2 separate regions of the Macaca mulatta genome follow, and region 2 is linked to region 1. Evidence: chromatin contacts called from public Hi-C data. All regions are on one chromosome and are shown on one strand. Each heading gives the region's core, a stretch centred on a gene start, on an enhancer-like site or on the middle of the called end of the contact. The rest is flanking DNA. Distances are from core to core; before and after follow the strand shown. Region 1 has its middle 92 kb from the start of ARID1B. Region 2 overlaps ARID1B (AT-rich interaction domain 1B).

The links. A called contact is a pair of places that touch in the nucleus more often than the background predicts.
Region 2: a contact with region 1 is called in a Hi-C map of liver, with 3 times the contacts expected there. The contact joins two enhancer-like sites. A contact is called at or near these places in 3 of 14 Hi-C or Micro-C datasets (fetal cortex germinal zone, fetal cortical plate and liver).

Annotation. Positions count from the first base shown.
Region 1 is chr4:75,523,480-75,530,250 of T2T-MMU8v2.0, forward strand. No RefSeq gene overlaps it. Among named protein-coding and RNA genes, the nearest start is that of ARID1B, 92 kb to the right of the region's middle. Within about 2 kb of position 1,827, at least 37 of the 40 cell types and tissues checked have an H3K27ac peak or open chromatin away from gene starts, as enhancers often do. A contact at or near this core is called in liver, where this site is marked.
Region 2 is chr4:75,867,399-75,874,872 of T2T-MMU8v2.0, forward strand. All of the region lies in intron 4 of ARID1B (AT-rich interaction domain 1B), which reads left to right. Among named protein-coding and RNA genes, the nearest start is that of ARID1B, 250 kb to the left of the region's middle. Within about 2 kb of position 5,958, at least 23 of the 40 cell types and tissues checked have an H3K27ac peak or open chromatin away from gene starts, as enhancers often do. A contact at or near this core is called in liver, where this site is marked.

The DNA of each region.
Region 1 (6,771 bases), core at 577-3,076:
CTCTATTATAACAGATCCTCCTTTATCCGAACTACTGAAATTAAATATTAGGAACACCCAATGGAAATTGCCCTGAGAAACCTCTTTGACACTTTTTATGTCCTTCAAAGAGATTGAAAGAAAAGGTAAAAATAAGGAAGATGAGTAAAGGATAGGACTAGAATGCAGGAGCTCTGGAGGAGCCCCTAAAAGGCTATTGAAAGGAAGGCTCCACCGCCACAATAATGTAGAAACTTTCTTTAACATGCAAAAATGTAAAAATGTAAATTGATTTCTTTCTAAAAGGCTATGCAACAGGGTGTATATTTGTGTTTTTCTGTCAAAGAATGGGTTTAAAAACCTTTTTCCCTTTCCCACTGTAGTAGATGGATAGTCATAAAACCCTCCACCGTTTTTATCACACTGTTGATCACTTTCTCTACCTACAGGGCAATAATTTTCCACTCTGTAACCCAATCAATATGCTATCTACCACTAACTCCCCTTGCTACCCTTCTCCTCAACCTCAGTTATCAAATTTTTTTAAAATTACAACTTTAAGTTTCAGACAATTTAAGTCCGTGGTATCTTTCAAGCTATTAGTTTAGTTTTTTACACATTTTTTTAAGTGTCTATGTTCTTGCTGTCAACTTAAAAGCTGGAGAGTTTAAAGAACTTGAGCCACAGTACACCTTATTTGTCCCCTTGCGTCTCGCTACTGCAGCCCTAGGTGCTTTGTATAATGCATGAGTGAACCCCGCTTAGAAATAGAAATGCATTTTCAATAAGTATTTATTATGTTGTTCTGAGCATACAGCTTTAAATTTGCCCGCTGTAGCTTGAAGCATTACACAAACTGTTGGTCTGCTGACTGCCTCTCTGGCAGCAACACACAGAGAAAATAGATTGCTAAGGGTTTTTTTCCCCTCCTCCTCCCCCTCTCCTCTCTCCTCTCTCTCTCTCTCCTTTCTCTCCTGTTTTTTCCTTTTTCTCTTTTTAAAAAAGTCGTGGACATTTTTTAATCTTGTGGCATTTTTAATCAACACGTATTTCCTTCCAAGACCTATGATCCTCTATTGATTCCCATTAAAATGCCTTTCTTTTCTTTGCCCCCTCTGCTGATCGAATTTCAGATCAGCCACAGGAGATGCAACTAACCTTCCGGCACTACTGAACCCAACCGAGCGAGGGTGATCAAAAGGCTTGATGCATTCATTAAACATTCCCATCGCCCGGGCAGGCGCTCTAATGGAAGCTATCTCTCTGCATTGCAATTTTTTCCCCCTTTTTGTCTTCCCCCCACCTCCAAAAAAATGTTTTTTGCCTTTGATCACAAGGGGCGGGGGGAGAACATGAGAACAAAAGAGACCTATCTTTTTCCCCGGGGCTGACGTCAGTTTGATTTTACTGACAACTATTCGAGCGTGTGTAGCAGTTGGAAGCGGCCCCACGCCCGCTCCCCCTCCCACCTTCCACTTTTGGGAGAAAACAAGACTTTTAGCGGCTCCGGAGACGCGCCCTGAAAATGGCCCGCTCGGGCTCTGCGCTCGCTGCCCTCCCGCCCGCTCGGCAAAGGGCATTCGAGGCTTATTTGTGTGGCACGATCTTTACTGGGGCGGAAAACACGCGGCGGGGGAGGAGCGGGAACAGACGCAGCCGGGCGGGGAGAGCCAGGAATGTTCCTCCCCGGCGTGGGGAGAGGAGAGGACACGGGCAGAGAAAATAGTCCCCGCCCGGCGCGGGGCGCGCGGGGTCCGGGTCCCGGGCGGCTCCGGGCGGGGCGGCGGCAAGAGGATTCCGGCCGCGCGGAGTCGGGGCGCAGGGAGCTTCAGACGCCGCGGGCGCGCGTGCGCGGTGCGGCCCCCACGCCCCGGCCGCGGCGGCCTCCGCGGCGCCAGCCTCCGGCTCGGCGAGCGCGGCGGCGGGCGGGCAGCAAAACCTGGGCCGGAGCCGGGCGCGGAGCGGGCGGCGCCGCGGAGTTTGGGCGGCAGCGCGGCCCGGCGAGGAGCTGGAGAAGCCGGCGGCTGGGGGACGCGCGCCCCGAAGAAAAGCCCCTCTCCCGCGTCCCTCACTCGCTCCTGGAGGCCGCAGAGCGGGGCTTGCGATGCCGGTGCAAGTTTCCCAATCAGGCCTAGGAGGAAATGGATGCAATTAGGGCACACACCCGTCCCGCAGTTGCCAGGAGCCTGAAGATCTATGACCGACTTAAGCCATTTCTGGAAAAGTCATATTTTCCAGGCTTTCGTGAAATAGTCATTGCGCCTATTCTAAATCTGGAGGCTAATGAGCATCTATTTCAGGGGGAATGAAAGATGTGAAAAGTAGACTGGGCTCCGGGAAATGTGGGTAATGGGACTGGACCTGCGCCTGGGATCCGCCCACCCGTCCTCTCCCGGGAGCCCCCCGACGTGTGCCATTAGCATAAGGCGCGTTAAGCGCTGCCACAAAGTCCCGAAAAGGTGAATTAAAAAGGATTACTTCTCCCTCAGGATCTTGACTTTTACTAAGGGAAAAGATGCCTTAAAGAAAAGCCGGAGAGAGCTGGAGTGGCCGTGTCATTCCCTTGGCGTCTCTGCTGACCTCCATTTCAGCCCGAACTACACTGGGTTCCAGTTCTGTCTTCCTATTTCCCTGGGCTCCTAGAGGGTGGATACCAAGGCTAATCGGTGTTTGTATCTGCCCCAGCCCTCCAGGGCACACCATAGGTGCCCAATAGATGCCTCCTAAATGAGCATATATTGGAGGTAATAGTAAAATACTACCAAGCATAGAGGAAAGAACAGTTAAAGGGTCAGACGGTGCTTTGTGAAAGGCCAGGCATTTGAGCTGGATTCTGAACACCAACTCTAGTTGGTCTGCAGATGACAATAAAGGCCACTCCAGGTTGAGGGAACAGCATGAGCAAAGCAGGGAACATACAATGAGTAGGCAAGTGGTAAATCTGCATAGGAGGTTACTCAGGGGGCATAGCAAAGGAAGTCAGGAAGCCACTGAATACCTTGCAACACAGGTAACAGCCAGGAAAAGCACAAAACATGCTGTTCAGTGGTTCCGGAATATGGCCGTGCAAATATATAATAAAATAAGGAATGTGGATATACAAAAACAAAAGTAAAAAGAAGAACAGGACAGTTTATAGGGGAATTTCAGAAAAATTACATGAAACAAAAAAGAAATGTCAAGGAAAATCCCTGGCCTGAAACTCCCAGAACAAAACATTTAGTACCATTTGTGGGGGGTCTTTATGTAAGAGGGAGAAAGAAAAGAGGTAACAAAGAGGAACTAGTGTTTTCATTAAAGATCTTTGACCATAATAATGTTTCTCATCAGTGAAAGCATAAGAGACACAGGAGATTTTAGACATCACTGTTAAGAAAGAGCTGGAATTCAGAATTAACAAGACAATAGGGAGAGATTGAAAACAAGATAAATGTGGATCATCAAGGAATTTTAAATAAACTGTAGCACAGTCACTCAACAGAATATTATGCAGTCATTAAAACTGCAGTGTATTTCTTGGAAGGATGTTCACAATCGATTGTTATGTGAAGAAACAAGTTACAGATGATCAGATCTGGAGGGGCATACTTAAATGTTAGCAGCGGCTCTCTCTTGATGTTTTGATTGTTAGTGATTTTTCACTTTCTCCTTCATGCCTGTAAGTATTACCTGAATTTTTACAATGAGCAATTAATAAAACAATAAATAAATGAACACAAGATTAAGCAAAGTTTTAATCTTGTGAAAATGTTTGTAAGTTTTCTGTTGTGAAACTGAAATGATGTCTGTGGCACTGGAAATCCTCAAGGCAAAGAAAAGAAGAGAGCCTCCCGAGTCACACTAATCAGAGGCCTGCACACGTGCTATTTGTTACTCCCTGTACCATCTCGGTCAAGCTACTTCAAGACCTGTCTGGGCCTCAGTAACCTGATCTCGAAATGAAGGGAATATTAGCATCTACCTAACAAGTGGTTGTGAAGACCAGAAACGATATCTGTAAAACTCTTAGTGCTTGGACCCCACGAGGTGCTCAGGGCTCCATGGGTGGAAGCTCTCATAGGAGTGAAGAGCATAGACTTCAGAAAATGCCTTTCCTCTCGGATCCTTCCTCTACCACTGTGGTGGTCATTAGAGCTGTCTGCAAAAATTCCTCCTCTCCCTTTCAGATAATAAAAGTGTACTTCCTCGGCCCTCTGAAGTTACAGGTACCATGTGACAGCCTCTGGCCAATAAAATAAACAGAAGTAGTGTGGACATTGAGCACTTTGCCGTCTTCTCCTTTTCCACTTGCATGACAACCAGCAGTGTCCCGGTAGTGTCTGCCGAGGTCTCAGATTGAGGAAGAAGCCTCCAGAGACCTTGGTAGACATTTAGCAGGAGGGAGAAATAAATCTTTGATATTGTAAGCCACTAATATTTGGGAGCTCTTTGTTATCAAAGCCCGGTTTAAGTCATCCTGACTGACACAGCTACTTACTAGTTCCATGACCTTGAAAAAGTGACTTACCTGCTCCAGTTTGCCATCTCTTCCCCTGTAAAATCTAGGTGTTAGCATTCCTACTCCATAGGGTTGGAGGGAAAAATGAGTTCCATGTCCAAAGTGCTTGGCACATCCTGGCACCTGCTAAGCATACGTGGAATGACAGAAACTGTTATCATTTCACACACTGGCTTCTCTCCCCATCTCTTAAATGGGAGCAGGTGTCAATGCCGAGAGGATCATCTGATGCTTCTACCTTGTCTTCCTACCATTGGATTTGCCTTATGGCAGTCATATGAATGGAGATATTACCTCTGAATAAGAGATGGCAGAGGCAATGTAGGTAAGAAAACTCATTGAGACATTATTTACCATGTCCTTTTCATCCTTGGAAGAAATTCCAAATGTTCATGTCCTAGCAGCGTCAGCAGCCACACGGCCAGTAGGAAAGCTCTCTACCACGATGGCCGAGGGAGTCCTCTGGAGAACTAAGAGCACCAGAAGGTTCCAGTGACCCTCAGGGTCACACAGAGAGCATGAATGAGATTTAGAGAGATGGCTATAAGGATGGTGATCATCAGTTTCTTCTAGAATAAACCAGTTTTCTTATCCTCTCTGGATCATAAAAATGCAAGTGGTATTGAATGTGTGTGTGTGTGTGTGTGTGTGTGTGTGTGTGTGTGTGAATGAGACTTGTGTGTCAGGTTGTTCTGATGCTCTGTGGACTCCCCTGCTTGTGGAGTGGAGAGCATGTGGCCATTTAAAAAAAAAAAAAAATCTGGTTTTCAGGGCATAGGAAAGCTTTGTATCCATTACTACCTAATCAGGAAGGCTTGCGATTCTGACAGCAAATGAACAGTCCTCTGAGGGTGTTTGGGCATGAGGCCAAACACCTCAGAGAATCCAGGAGTGCAATGCATGGCTCTTCTCCCCAGCAGGGCTCAGCAGGGGTATGGTCACACCTTCCCAATTTGGAGAGGGATATAAGCCCAAGGAAATTCTCAGGCAATGCACAATGAAGTCTCTATTACCTGGATTTCAGTTACTCAAGGCTCATGTGAAGTGAGGCACTCAGAAAACCTCTTCACTACCTCTGAGAAAGAGTAGCATGATAGGCCGGGCGCGGTGGCTCAAGCCTGTAATCCCAGCACTTTGGGAGGCCGAGACGGGCGGATCACGAGGTCAGGAGATCAAGACCATCCTGGCTAACACAGTGAAACCCCGTCTCTACTAAAAAATACAAAAATCTAGCCGGGCGAGGTAGCGGGCGCCTGTAGTCCCAGCTACTCGGGAGGCTGAGGCAGGAGAATGGCGTGAACCCGGGAGGCGGAGCTTGCAGTGAGCTGAGATCCGGCCACTGCACTCCAGCCTGGGCCACAGCGCGAGACTCCGCCAAAAAAAAAAAAAAAAAAAAAGAGTAGCATGCAACAGTGAGTAATGAGGAGCCATAGCTGTACATTTCAGGGCACTTTCTAGTTAACTAAGTGTCTTCACACGCATTGACTCATTTCATCCTGACAATGAAAGGATCAGTCACATAACAGAGAAGTTTTGCCCCACTGTGCCTCTACTTGACGCGCTGGAAATCGTCAGTCTTTCTAGACTTTCAAGCCCTCCACCACCACAGAAGGCAGCAGAAAAGCAGAGGAAAGACAGGGAGTTAGTTCAGGGACTTGGCAGCCCCTCTCAAATGAAGATCATTAAGCAGTGGGCACATAATTTGACTGTGACCTGGGCATTCGACTTCCGTTTCTGTCACAACCAACACACAGCTACCTCCCCTGTTCTAGCTCCGTTCCACCGATCCACGCATGAGAGCCACACCCCTGGATTGCTCCTGCCCCAGCTCTGCACACACCCATCCATCCTCCACATTGCAGCCCGACTCATCTTCTTAAGCACCACTCTCATCGTGCCAGTGCTCATGAAATGCTTTCTAGTGCCTAAGTACAAGCTCCTAGGCCCATCGTTGATGGACCCCTGAAGACTGGTCCTACCCTACCAACTCCTACTTTAGTCAAAAGTCCATTTCCAAGTTGCTTCCACCCTGGCTGGAATGTCCTTCCTTCTCTCTGCCACAAATCAAAATTCTACACACAAGGCCAGTTAGATGTTATAGCCTCCACGAAAATGTCATTGACACCTCCACAGACAAAGGCTTTTCCATGCCCCTGAATTTCAGTGGGTATTTTACGGCTCAGCACAGCTGTCTTCAAACAAGGCACACCTAGTCCTCTGGGCCTGAGACTTTCCAAAGGGGCCCACAGACGAGGATATTTTGAAGGAAGGCAACATGCAGACCTTCAAATTCA
Region 2 (7,474 bases), core at 4,708-7,207, 350 kb after region 1:
TTGTCGTATAACCTTGCGTTTGCTGTCATTCTGTCTTCACTTCACTGCTTTCGTTCCTGGCACTATAGTAAAATTGTAGATGTTCTCCTGTCCTCATTGTGCCAATCACAGCGTTACTCCAACCCTACTGCTACATACATCCCCCCACCATCTGAAAGAAAGACAAAGCTGTGATGTGAATCCTGCATCTTCATTGCCTTCAAGACAGCAAAAATTAGACCAATTCAGAGCCTCTTGATATAGCTGTAGGGAGATATCTTCTCACAAATGGAAATGTTTTTCAGTTTGCTCAGGAGAAGGGTTGGTAGAAGTGGTTCTTTTATCTCAAAGACATTTGCCTAGTTTAAGTACAGTACCTGAGCCAGCCTGGCTTGTAAACAGTGTCCGTCAAATGACTATTGGCTGCTATTTTTGCACTATTAGAAACATTTCAGCATTAATCATTATTTCCCCTTTTAATGCTTTGTGCTGTATTTTCATATCAACAATGTAATCACTGATACATTGATATGCAATTATGTCTTCAGTTTTTTTAAAAAAGAGCCCCCTCAATATAATTTTAAACATCAGTACTCAATTGCAAATGGGTGCCACCATTGCCACCCCCACCCCAAATATCTAGATTTGTCCAGTGTGGTTGTTGAGCACTTGAATTGTGGCTACTTTACAAAGTGAGATCTGCTGCAAGTAAAAGATATACATCAGATTTTGAAGACATGGCATTAAAAACAAAGTAAAATACAGCAAGTCCTTGAATAATATTGTTTTGTTCAGTGTTGTTTCCTTATAACTTTGAGGAGAAAAAAAAAATATCAATTCCCAGCTGGGGCCACTGTGTGGAGCTTCCTCTTACATCCCGAAGATGTGCCCGTTATGGGACCTGGCATGGCTGTGCGGTCCCATTGTGAGTGATTGTGGGTGTGAGTGGCCCTGCAATGGAGTGGCATTCTGGCCAGAGTGGGTCCCGCCCATGTGCACCCCAAACTTTACAAAGTGGAATACTTGGTTAAATAATGATATTACTTATTTTTACTAATCTTTCTTAAATGTGTGTATAGCTCACATTTGTTTCGATGTTTAATATTGTAAGTATTTTGAGTCTTATTTCTTATATCAATTGGCCTATAGAAAAATTGGTTTCCTCATAGGGCATGTTACTTAAAGTCATGGTTTCCAAGGAACCTATGGATGTTTTTAAGTGAAGACTTACTGTATTTCATTAATTTTGTATTGCTTAAAGGTTGAAATGATAAAATTTGGGGTATGTTGGGTCAAATAAAACATGTTATCAAAATCCACCTGTTTCCCTTTTCTTAATGTGGCTGCTAGGAAATGATAAATTACATATGTAGTTGGATTATATTTCTGTTGGACAGGGTTGCTGTAGACAAACCTACACCAAACACAACTTCTTCGCCCCAGCGAGTAGCCCTTCCTTGTGGACCTGTTATAGTGGTGGATTGCCCTTATTTCAAATGTCACTGCCCAGTGTATAAACCTCTGGTAATCCATCAACAATTCTGGTAAATTTTAAAGCCACATTGTTGATTAGGGAGAGTTTTGGAAAGGGCAGATTGGGACATAATTCATACTCACTGAGCTATAATACTTCCAATCAGTAAAACATCTACTGGGGACCACGGGAAGATGTTCTTTCTTTGTTTTGGCTAATAGATGACTATTAGATTTTATAAAATATGTTTGTTTTGGCTATTAAATGACTGTTAGATTTTATAAAATATGTGTTTACTTATTACCTTGTTCCCAAAGGGATTATTTTTCTTTAGGAATTCATCAGTAGTAACAAATGAGCAGTACTAGTTGAAATTCAAAAATAAAAACTCATATTCCTCTAGGTAATTGCTTTTTAACTTCTTTGGGGGTCTTTCCTGAGACCAGACTGCATTCATCTGAAAACAAACCTGTAGTTAGGACAATCCATGAGTAAAGAAGGCCTCATATGTAGAATGTCATAGCTTCCCAGAATCTGCTTTGAAATTGAAAGTCAGCATAGCTCCAGCTTCTTCTGCTGTGGTGCAAATGTCTAGAGCCTAAACATCTCTAAAATGGAAACTGGGCTGGGTGCGGTGTGGTTCATGCCTGAAATCCCAGCACTTTGGGAAGCTGAGGCAGAAGGATTGCTTGAGCCCAGGAGTTGGAGACCAGCCTGGGCAACATAGTAAGACCCCATCTCTACAAAAAAAAAAAAAAAAAATTAGCCAGGCATGGTGTCATGTGCTCGTAGTCCCAGTTACTAGAGGGGCTAAGGTGGGAGGATCGCTTGAGCCCAGGAGATTGAGGCTGCAGTGAGTCACGATCGTGCCATGGCACTCCAGCCTGGGCAACAGAGCAAGACCCTGTCTCTAAAAGTAAAATAATAAAATGGAAACTGGCTGTTTAGGGCAAGAATGTCTAAACAAAAAGTAGTACATTTTAAAAATAACTGCTTCCTTTTTTTTTCTTTTGAGATGGAGTCTCGCTCTGTCATCCAGGCTGGAGTGCAGTGGTGCAACCTCGGCTCACTGCAGCCTCCGCCTCCCAGGTTCAAGCGATTGTTCTGCCTCAGCCTCCCAGCAGCTGGGACTACAGGCGTGCGCCACCACACCCAGCTAATTTTTGTATTTTTAGTAGAGACAGAGTTTCACCATATTGGTGAGGCAGGTCTCAAACTCCTGACCTCATGATCCTCCTGCCTTGGCCTCCCAAAGTGCTGGGATTACAGGCATGAGCCACCATGCCTGGCATAACTACTTCCTTATTATGATAAACCTCTGCTTCCTAGAGATTGTCAAAAATTATTACTGATCTACATGTGAGAAAGATAACTTTCAGGTCTCAACCTTACTCTTGTTTACTAATCTGAAGTTTTGGATTTCTGGCCTATGAGAATTTCTGGTTTCCAGCACATCTTTCATTTCTGCTTAAATTTAGTAGCTAAATTAATCTGTAGCAAACTTTTCTATGGATTCTTCAGGTGGGAAAATATACATAAATTCACAATGGATGGACCTTGCCTTCATAGAGGTTAAAAGGAAAATAGACATGTATGCGATTACATATAAAACAGTAAAATTCTATCAGTCCAATGCAGTAGTACATAAAGTGCAGTACATTCCAACCATGGGACGTCAGGGAAGACTTGGAAGCATGACCTCAAAGGGCAAACGTACAGGGAAAGTGATCTGTATGAATAAAGGGCTGAAAAAAAAATACAGTAGGTTCAGCACATTCATCATGACAGGGTGCTTCATGTTCCATTAATGAGTTGAGGGTAGGGGGTGATATCACATGGCAGATTAGGAACAGATTCTCCAAAGCCCTTTATCCTGAGGTAAGATGTCTAGACCCAGTTCTTATGGTCTGAGGGATGTTAAGTAGAATGACATATTCAAATCTGTTATCTGAAGAGGACACTGGGGGCACTGTGAGGGAGAATGGGTTGGAAAGAGCCAGTTTCACAGTATTCTAGGCTTAGGAGGAGAGATGCAAGTCTCAAGGCATTGGTAATGGGAATGGAGGCTAGTCTGTATTTCAGGAATGGTCAGATGATGTTCATAGCCAGCATCTGGTAAGTGCTGATTTCATTCTCATAACAACCATCAGAGCAGGCTGTCATTATATACATGAAGAAGCTGAAGCCCAGAGATGCTAAGAAACTTGCCTGACTTCTCCAAAGCCACTGCTTGGAGGAGTTAAATTCAGTTCTGCATAGTGTTACCTGAGTCCATGTCTCACTTCCTATTTCTCTCTAGATTTGGAGGAAAAAGCAGTTCTGAAATTGTAAAATTTCTAGCCTGATGGCTTTTGCTTTCATCAAGGAAGGAGGGAAGAACTTGTCCATTAAATGTTGGTACTCCTGAAGGTTCTTTTTTAGGCTCTATCTATTCTCATCTCATCCTTTGCGATGACTTTTTATGATAAAACTCTGTCATCCACACTCACAACTGTCATCTAATTGCGAATCCATGTTCTTTAGTCTCCTGCAACTTGTACCATGATGCATATTTCCTACTGCCAGTGGGTCACCTCCACGGATATACCACAAGCATGTCAAATTGCTGAGGACACAACCATGCCATTCATTCAGCCCACCAAGCCAAGAGAAAATCTGGGTGTATCTGGATGACTCCTGTCTTCCCCTTCTTATGCAGCCATTATGTTTCTAGAATTAGAACCATCTGAAAATCTCAAGTCCTTCAGGGTTTTTTCGCCTCCTGCCTTTCTCTTTTAGCAAAGATGAATAAAAAGTGAAACAAATTGGCACAATTTGGAGGAGGAAGAAGTAACAAAAGACAAAACTGTCAGAAGAAAGTCATTTCAGGAAGGAGGGAATAGACATAACAAGCAAATTTGCCGTTAAGGAAATGTTTTATTTAGGAAAATTAATACTTAGAAAATGAATTGGATGGAAATAAATTTTTAACATTCCTTCTCTGATGAAGAACTGACCTAAAATGGATGTAGTTCTTTATTCTTGCTTTTTAACCTTGTAGTCATTTTATGTTAGTCATTTGCCCCCATGCAATTGAGCACTCTGTAAGGGATATAATTTAAACATGTCTCAAAACCGAAAACCAGTCCATGGGCAGATCGTTTATTGCAATGATATATAACCACACAACTGTAAATTGGAACCTAAAAATATATAATCTGAAATTTTTAAAAAAATTAACCCAAACTTTAACTTTTTTATAAGGGGTTGTGTTTTAATTCTTCTCTAGCCACTAGGCATGTTTTTCTTTCTGATGCTGTTGGAGCTATAAATAGTAGGTAGAACTGAATGAGATGGCATCACATAAACAACAGAGAAGCCTAGCTTGGCCATTTCTCCTACTCAGATCCCGAGTCAAAATATTAAATGGTGGTGGTTTCAAACTGTAATTTCCTCAAAATTATTTTTGCTTCTCCAATTTTTTTTCCATGGCTTTTTCCTCACCAAAGACTTGTCACTTCTCTCTTTATATAACTCTTGGTCATAACTCAATAATAATGTTTTTTTAAGGAGTGGTAACGTGAGTTTATGCTGTACGTGGTTTCTTTCCCTATCTACTTGAGTCCTTTTCTTCCAAAAAGTAACCTGGAACTTGTGGCTAAAAACGATACATTCTTATAATCTTAATGGCCGAAGGAATGTTGCTTCTTTGCAGAACTTGATAAAGAAATTAGAGATTCGGGACACGGAAACTTTCAGCGCTCGCCCTGAAACAGCGGCCCGGAATCTCCCGCCCACCCGTCCCCGCCCGGATGCCTGCGCGGCGGCGGCGTCCTTCCCTCCTCAGCTGCGCTTTCACTCGTGGCCAGAGCCTGGCTTGAGAGAGGGAATTTTACAGAGAGGGTGTGAAGGACGCAGGGCCGCTTCCAGGCCGCCGGCTCTCAGGCCGCGCTTTCCGGTCCTCACTGCGCGTCCACAGCTCGCCTTGGTTTCTTTTGTTTTCTTCACGCGCCGGCCCCGCGGTGCAGCGGGGAGACTCGCCCGCGCCCACGGACGAAGCCGGACACCTCCGAAGGGAGAACCAGTGATTCCACGGATCCCGGAATCCCCCGGGGCGTGGGACCACCAGGCTGTGGGCGGAATTAACCCTGCCGCAGAGGCGCCGGGCGAGGATGAGGGCGGCGAGAACCGAGCCACACAGCAGCCCGGCGGCCTCTGCTGGCAGGCCCGGCTCGCTCCTCTCGCCCCGGCCCGCCTCGGGCGGGGGTTCCGGCACCGCCCTCCCTACCCCTCACGTAGGCTCGTGGGGGCGGGGACAGGGGGACGAAAACAACCGCGTCCCCAGCCTGACCGGACAGGCCCGGGCTCCTCAGACGGCGCCGCGGCGCTCCCCGGGCCGCGCCGCGCACAGACGGGCCTTTGTGGGCCTCCGCGGAGGGAGGCGCCGGCCGCAGCCACATTCCCCTCCGGACGCGCACGGCTGCCGCCTGCAAGCACCGTCCGCCCCGCGCGCCCGTAGGCTCCTCCTGGAGGCGGCGGCCTCACGCACAGCGTGTTTTCTAAAGTTTATGCTGACACAGCTCCCCGTTCACATGAGCCGGCGCGGCCAGACTCACGCAGGCACCGAGCGTTTCCTCTGCGCCGTCGCCCCCCTACCTCGCTGCGCGCCCCTAACCGCGGCGTCCCGCGTGGCGCGCCCAGCGCTTAAGGTTTTATTTTTCCCCTGCTTCCTGTGGTGCATCGCTTTCCCCCTCTCAAAACCACCACCCAAACTTAAGGGCTGGATGAGTTGGAACTCGTTCGCGTAATTGAAACGAGCAGCTAACGGTGGAAAAGCCAGGAACTATACAGGAAGGGCCGTGCCGCGAGCCCAGGCCGCCGAGAACCGGGCGGGGCGACGGGGTGGCGGGGCGGGGCCGCGGAAGGGGGCGAGGTGGAGGGGCGGGGCCAGCGGGAGGTGGGCGAGACGAGGCTGGCACACCGCCGCCATTGGCTGTTGCCCGACGCACCGAGGCTGGGCGGCTTAGCCAGGCACTTGGATTGTATTTGTGTAATAGCTGCATCTTGGAGCCAAGTGCATGCTCATCAACCTTACTTGCTGGGAAAACCAACTCACAGCATTTTTTTTTTTTTAAGCCGAGAAACGCCTAGGCTTGTAAAGTTTCATCTCCTGCGTGTGCTTTCCTGTTCTTAATTAAATGCTAAAGAGTCTTGTCGGGATATTTTTCATCCTGTCTCTGCCTTGGAGACTTTGGGATCACTGGGTGGTCTCTTGGTCACTTGTAGGTGTTTTAGGTAGAATGTTGCAGTCTGCAATCTAGGGGCATTTGACGACTTTTTCAAGTAAGCTAAACAACACATAAAACTATAGTAGATTAACCAAGACATGAATTTTATCCTACTAGTAGCAATCAGCGATGGCCGCTTTGCTTTTTACACTTTTTTCTCACTCTGTGGACTATAGAATTTGTTTGACCGTAAATTCTAGCTGTTTATTCTCTTGTTGATACTTCTTATGCAGATAACTTATAACTTGTTATGTGTGTATTTTTATCAGACTCAAAGCAACTTAATTTTGGAATTCTGCAAATTTAATTGATGATCCATTATAACAATGTAGTTTAAAGTTTTCGGTGTTGATGTAGAGACAGAATCCAAAAGTATTTTGAGATGGTTAAGAGAACTGGCCTTGAAGAGTTCTAAATATTAACATTCTTCTGTTTGTTTTTATGCCTTGTAGTAATTACCACACGTGTGAATATGCATAGAAATTTTCATGTAGCAATTTCTGTGTGTGTGATCTGTATACAGACAGATTTTATAAAAATAATTGTTAGCAGGGACATTTCTAACCTTGATCATTGTTGTTAACTGATGACATTTGCCAGTTACAGTTTCAATTAAGTTAAATTTCATATTATTTACGTGTTTCATAAGAAGGAGTGAGTTGCATACAAGGAGGTACTCTCGTATTCCATATCCTCTCCTCACTCCTGCGCTTCCTAACAGGAAGAGCAAATGCTTTGTGAGAATAAACACTCA